2 separate regions of the Mus musculus genome follow, and region 1 is linked to region 2. The links are chromatin contacts, called in public capture Hi-C maps. All regions are on one chromosome and are shown on one strand. Each heading gives the region's core, a stretch centred on a gene start, on an enhancer-like site or on the middle of the called end of the contact. The rest is flanking DNA. Distances are from core to core; before and after follow the strand shown. Region 1 has its middle 28 kb from the start of A630075F10Rik. Region 2 overlaps Tshz2 (teashirt zinc finger family member 2).

What was found. Capture Hi-C pulls out chosen DNA fragments and counts their contacts.
Region 1: a capture Hi-C map of embryonic stem cells shows a contact between it and region 2, with 2.3 times the contacts expected there. The contact joins two enhancer-like sites. A contact is called at or near these places in 2 of 484 Hi-C or Micro-C datasets (embryonic stem cells and nephron progenitors), 3 of 115 datasets of contacts at active chromatin or transcription factors (all in embryonic stem cells) and 2 of 9 other capture datasets (embryonic stem cells and liver).

What each region holds. Positions count from the first base shown.
Region 1 is chr2:170,041,325-170,044,290 of GRCm38.p6, reverse strand. It overlaps a transcript of Tshz2 not described here. Among named protein-coding and RNA genes, the nearest start is that of A630075F10Rik, 28 kb to the left of the region's middle. Within about 2 kb of position 1,275, at least 24 of the 459 cell types and tissues checked have an H3K27ac peak or open chromatin away from gene starts, as enhancers often do. A contact at or near this core is called in embryonic stem cells, where this site is marked.
Region 2 is chr2:169,886,403-169,889,609 of GRCm38.p6, reverse strand. Tshz2 (teashirt zinc finger family member 2) reads right to left here. Exons shown (of 2, transcript NM_080455.3): 2 at 1,106-3,207. The coding sequence ends at 3,032. Among named protein-coding and RNA genes, the nearest start is that of AY702102, 75 kb to the left of the region's middle. Within about 2 kb of position 1,534, at least 2 of the 459 cell types and tissues checked have an H3K27ac peak or open chromatin away from gene starts, as enhancers often do. A contact at or near this core is called in embryonic stem cells, where this site is marked.

The DNA.
Region 1 (2,966 bases), core at 26-2,525, 150 kb before region 2:
TGGTCGTTAGACTGTGGTAGGGTGGTCTCCCACAGCAGTGACAAAGCCTGTGGCAGGGTGGCCTCCCACAGCAGTGACAAGCCTCTCCACTGCTTTTCCATCTGTCTCTCTTTTGAACTTTCCATGTGTGCTTGCATCTGCTTTCCCCTCTGTAAGTCAAATATTTCAATATAGGAACTTTTAAAGAGCTGTTGGATGCAATGAGAGTCATCAAGCAACAGGGGAACCTATCACCAAGGACCACTCTTCCCTTTTGTCAGCCTACCTAGGAAACGGGCCAGAAGAGCCAAGAAGAATTTACCCAGGGGACCCAGGAAGCCCAAGGGAGGTTGAGGCTTGGGGTCTGACCTCAGCAAAATGGGGGACTGGCTTCGAGTTTCCCTCAGGCAGTGTTTTTGCGATCTGATCTATACAGTGTCCCCTGGCACTGGGAGACTAGCTCCGAGTCTCCAGTGGACACTTGTGTAACAGTGTGGCATTTACAAAGTGTCCTTTGCAAACCTCTGGTGTAGTTTCACTCCCCTCTAGATGTCCTCTTATTTTATATGTGTGCACACGTGCCTGAGTGTTATGCATGTGCACCGTGTGTGCAGTGCCCATGGAGGCCAGATGGGGGCGTTGGACCCCTAGGAACGGCTGTGAACTCCCTGGTGTGGATGCTGGGAATTGAACCTCGGTTCTTGGCAATAGAACCCCCCCCCCCCCCCCCCCCCCCCCCCCGCTGTTAACCGCTGAGTCATCAGTCCTGCCCCACCTCCAGAGATCTCTCCAGTGGTAGAGGTGCATGCATTTGAACCCAGAGTCTCCAGTTGGTGGCACTGTTTTAGGACATGAGCTTTGCTAGAGGAAATACATCACTGGGAGGTGGGCTTTGAGAGTTTATGTCCTTGTCCCACTTCCGTTCTCCTCTTTCTGCACGTGGTTGAAGATGTAATCTCTCAGCCTCTCGTTCCTGCCACGGTGCCTACTGCTTGGTGCCCTGCTCCCTACCGGAATGGTCTGCGTTGCTTTTTGTCATGGTATTTTGCCACAGCAACGGAAAAGCAAACTAGTGCCTCTTAGAACAGCCCGAAGAACAAACGCAGGGGTTTACAAAGTATACAAAGGGAGCCCAAGGCTTGAGTGGCACGAATAGCCAACAGAGACAGTAGAATTGGGGTCTGCTCCCCACCCCACACCCTCCTGGCCTGTGCGCCCTCCAACTGCAACCACAGAGGAGCAAATACCTTCTGAGGAACCTGGCTGACACAATTGCTCACATCTGATTGGCCAATGCAACCCACGTGGTCAAGCCCAGCCTCAGAAAGAGAAGACTTTGGTGAGAAACTGGAGGGTGTAGATTGTAAACGTTGGGTTTTTGTGAAGTCTTCCTCTCCACTGGCAGAGGAATGGGAGCCATGTGGGGCTGTGCCTGCCCCTTGAGCCAGTAGCTCAGAGGACTTCCCTGCACTGCGCAGTGCATGTGTGTGGCAGGCCGTGGCTTTCTCTAGGTCCGAAGCTAACGCCAGTTGTTCCTTCAGTAGTAGCTGGGCCTGATGGCTTTCATTGCTCGCTTTCACTGCTCAGTGCATTAGTATCCTTGTGCTGGCAACTGAGGTTCTCTGGATCCCGCTCCTGGAGGCTGGTGACTCATGCTCCCAGCCTTTGTGGTCAGACATGGCACCAGCCTCATAGGGGTCTGGGACTCTGAGTGCCAGGTTGGCCAGACAGGTCACCCTGGCTAATTTACATCACTAGTGATTCAAGAGTGCTCAGAATTAGGCTTAGCCAGGGGGACCCCTGCGTCTCTGAGGAATTGGGTAGCCAGTCTGGGAAAACAGTTCCCACCAGTTCGTGTCTCACTCTGTGACATTCTGATTTTGTGACATTTCGCAATAAACCAGCACCTGCCACCCACATGGGAATGGAGTGCGACTCCAGTTAAGGCTTATTTTATTTTATTTTATTTTATTTTATTTTGCTGACTGTAAAGAAGAAACAGGATTTGGGGTACACCAGGGCTTCTTGATCATCTCTCTGTCCATGGCAGGTTCTCTAGCCCCCCACCCCCTTTAAAAATGTTACATTTACTGTAACTGTTGTTTAAAACATAAATAAGGGAAAGAGCATAGAAGATGAATAATGAAAATAAATTCATCTTATTTATGTGTTTATGCACACATTTGACAATTTGACAATTATTCCACACCGCAGGGTCGGTGGCGGTTACATTCTAGAAAGTTCCTTACTTTTTAAGTTTCTCTCCCACTCCTCCTGATTTTTGTCACATCCAACACAGGCACATTAGTATTCCAGGACAGGAGGCCTGGTGTGCACGGCAGGACAACCCTCCGCTCCGGTGTGTTACTTCAGTTCAAGCTTCAGGTAACTGAGACTTGTCAGTCTCTAGGCTCAGATAGGGGCCTCCTGGCAGACACATTCCTTACCGGCAATTCATTCCGCTCCAAAGGAGCAAGGGGGGCAGTGATTAAAAAGAGAAATGAGGGCCCATGAGATGGCTCAGCAGGTAAAGGGGCTTGCCAACAAACCCGAGGACACGTGTTCAATCCCTGATGGGAGAAGATCCCTGAGAAGGGGAAAACTAAATCACACAAGCTGTCTTCTGAGCCTGCACTCCCCCGCACGGATTGTAATCAATAAATAAAGGAAGAAGGATGTAGGCTCCCCCACCCCCTTTTAAAAAAGGAGCTAAGGCTTGGAGGCAGTGTGTGTGTGTGTGTGTGTGTGTGTGTGTGTGTGTGTGTGTTACACAAAATGTAAGGTTTAGTTTGAAGATGATCCAGCTGTGGGCCACTGAACATATGTTAAGATCACGGTCAGAAAACTCTGGCTGTCAGAGCAGACCACCCTGGAAAGTCTGTGATTGACTACCTAAGGTTACAGGGCTTCTGGAAGCTTCATCGTTTCTTACGAACTTTTCCTGCTAGGATGTCCACAGAGGGACGATTTCGTGGGCTTGGGCCTCT
Region 2 (3,207 bases), core at 285-2,784:
GTTAAACGCGTACACTATATTACGTGGTAATGACTATAATTTGAAGTCCTTATGCATTCGAGGCTCAATGATTTACTTGCTGTTTAATTTCCAGTCAAGAGCAAGAGACTTTTAAAGGTATATGCGAATTCATGGGGGAATTGTTTTAGCTTACTTATGTCCTAAAAGAGGGGCTGCCCGTTTAATACTTTCCAAAGAATTTTAAATGAAAATTTGACTTTGCTATTTGGTAGGGTGTTCCCAGGATTAGAGGTGGGCACAGGGGAGGAAAGAAAATTCAGATTGGAATTGGTGCCATTTAGAAATGCGTAGATATGGTGGACTCTTAAATATCCCACTGAATCTTGATATGTTTTATAAAATACCATGTCATTTTTTTCAAACATTGTACCCTCCCCCATATCAGCTAAGATTAGAATTCCAGGTGATGATAGAATTCCATAGCCATTTAAAACCATCATTATATATATGTTTATAAAATTAAGGAAAAAAAACAATGAAGCCAAGCTATCCTATGCATAAACTGTGAAGTGTGGGCAGGGTGTATACACATGGCTCTAATCAAGTACTCCAAGTGGGGAGATGCTCTTTCCTAGGTGAGCCAAATTCCAAGACACCGCCCTGTCACCCACGGGGGTGGGGGAGGGGGTAGGGGTGGGGGTGGGAGAAGCATTCAAGCAGCTCGGAATAGTTTCCATCTAAATACAAACAAACCAGCACCCACAGCCTCTCTCCTACTTACACGACCCACTCCCATCAGATGGAATGACTTCAAACTATTTTCTGCAACTCTGTCAGACACCCCAGCATGGCCGTGGTTGCACGAAGACAGAGCTTTCATAGTCGATATAACGATAGCACCGTCATATATTAGAAGTGTTTATTCTGTACAAATGTGGACAGGTGCAAAACCAGCAGTCTTTCCCGTGTGTCTCCCGGATGTACAGGCAGCCTCTGTGTATATCCCCCAAGTTATTGACCGACTTTTGCTTCTCTAGAACAGACAGTGTATGCTGCAAGTTCTGACACGGAATGCGACCTTCCTTCTGCTCCCTGCTCCCGACTCCCTAGTTACATATTCGCAGTTAAAAAATGATTACAAACCTAACAGGTGGAAAATTGGTCTTTATTATAGCACAAAATAAACATCACCTATTTGTTCTCTTCGCCGGGGTTTGGACCCACAATTATTAGATTTAAAACATACTTCTTGTCTCTAGGTTCTTTATGTATGTCCACCTTTTTTTTTTTAAGGACCAGAAGAGCATAATGGCTAATTACATAAAAATTTAAAATGTGATATGGTAAATAAATAGCATGTGGCAGAACCCAGAGCTCACATTGGGCTCAACAGATGCAAAATAGCTTTCCATTCAATAAGGTAAGATGTACAGTCATGCTTGGAATCCCGGAGGTGAATCTGCCCGGAACATTTAATTATCATGATAAAGGCATGCAAACAGTAGGGGTAGCCCTCTGGGGGGGCCCCACCCAAATCAGAAGCATGGATTCCCACCTGGAGGGAAGAGTCTCGAGTCAAGCACATATTTCCCTTTCTTTCTGCCCATCTTCCCACTCGCTCTCTAGCTCTGTGAGGAGCGCTAGGAGCGCGTCACACAGGACATTTCTCTATCTGGAACTCCCTTAGCGCCTGTGCCTGTGCAGCTTGACCCGAAAGTTTCCTGGGTAAAAGTAAAAGCTTTGCGAAGAGGGGGTGGGTGGTGAGGGCTCCTAGGATAAGCTTTCCATACCTTGTCGTGAATTAACTAAGAGCAATTCCGTAACGCTGTGGGGGCATGTGCTGGACTGTAAAGTACAGAACCCTTCGCTCGGGTTTGGGCCCTTGAGTTCAGTCTGGATGTGTGTTGGGCTCCCTAGCGCGTGGGCGTGCCATGCTGGAGGGGAGAGAAGAGGAAGCAGAGGAACCCCATGAAGGAGCTTGGGTGGCATCCAGCCTTGCTTAAGCTCAAGATTTGGAAGCAGCCTACATGTGACTAATTTGCTATAAAGTATTTGCCTTTGGTCGTCTCTGTCCTTTCTCCTGGAGGTGACATAAATAACTTTGGGCATTGGTAACAAAGCAAGGCGTGGACTTCTATGATACATGGTACAAATTCCTTTCTTTTCTCATTTTGGTACTGGGACTTGAACCCAAGACCTTGTGTATGCTGGGCAAGAACTCTACTACCAAGGTGCACCTCCAGCCCAATTTGAAAAATAACATCTTGAAGCTGTTGGACAGACCCTACTCACTTGGCTGTGTACAGCCTTCGACTACCCATCTCTGTATGTGAAATAAACCCACGGGGATGTTTTGCATCTGGTAAAGGTGGACTCTGATCCCGAGTTTATCCTAAAGGAAAATCTAAAGGCATTTTTATCTCCCTGCTCCATAGAAGAGTGCATCCCGACAGTCCCCCTTAAGGGTCCCTGCTCTTCTATAGGGATATGAATGTAGGAAGGAAACAGGGAAGGAGCGCTGTCGATAAAAGTCAGCTACCAAATGGATTCATTGCAAGGGCTGATAGTAAAGATATCATTAAGCCATTCGTGAACTGATTAAGCTATCTCTGTATATAACGGTCCCTAGGAAGTCCCCCTCCCCCCACCGTCTTCATTCTGGTGCCACCTTTCCCCACTCGGTAAGTATTAAGCATTGCTGTGGGAAGGCAGATGGCAAAATGGAATCTAGTCCTTGTTAATTAAAATGAGGGGAAGTTGGACCTTGGAGGTTGGGCCTTAGGTTGCTAAAGGAACCGTGAGTCCTGGAGCTCTAGGAACAACCACGAGCTTCATCTCTCTTAGATACATTGTATCCTGCTTCCCCTCTAAACTAGAGGATGTTGGGGGAATGGCTAGGAGCCACTCATCCCGTCCTGTCTTTTGTAAAAGTTAAGTCTATGGCAGCAAACTAAGGTCCTGCCAGGCCTCGGGAGACGCCTCTGCTTCTAAGCAGACCCATCTCTTTTTAACAAGCTCCTCACAAGGCCGTGGTCACCGTCACCTGGGAGCAAACCCCATACCTGCAGAACTATTCTTCATCCACGTCTGCTACAAACTGAGAGTGGTGTTCGGGTGACTTGCTGTGCGTTTTGCTTAGGTGGAGTTTTACTGCGTGTTTGCTCACAAATGTCCGACGGCATAACTTACACTTGAATTTAGAGTCTGTGTCCTCTTCGCCAGCTATTGTTTCTGGAGACCTCTGAG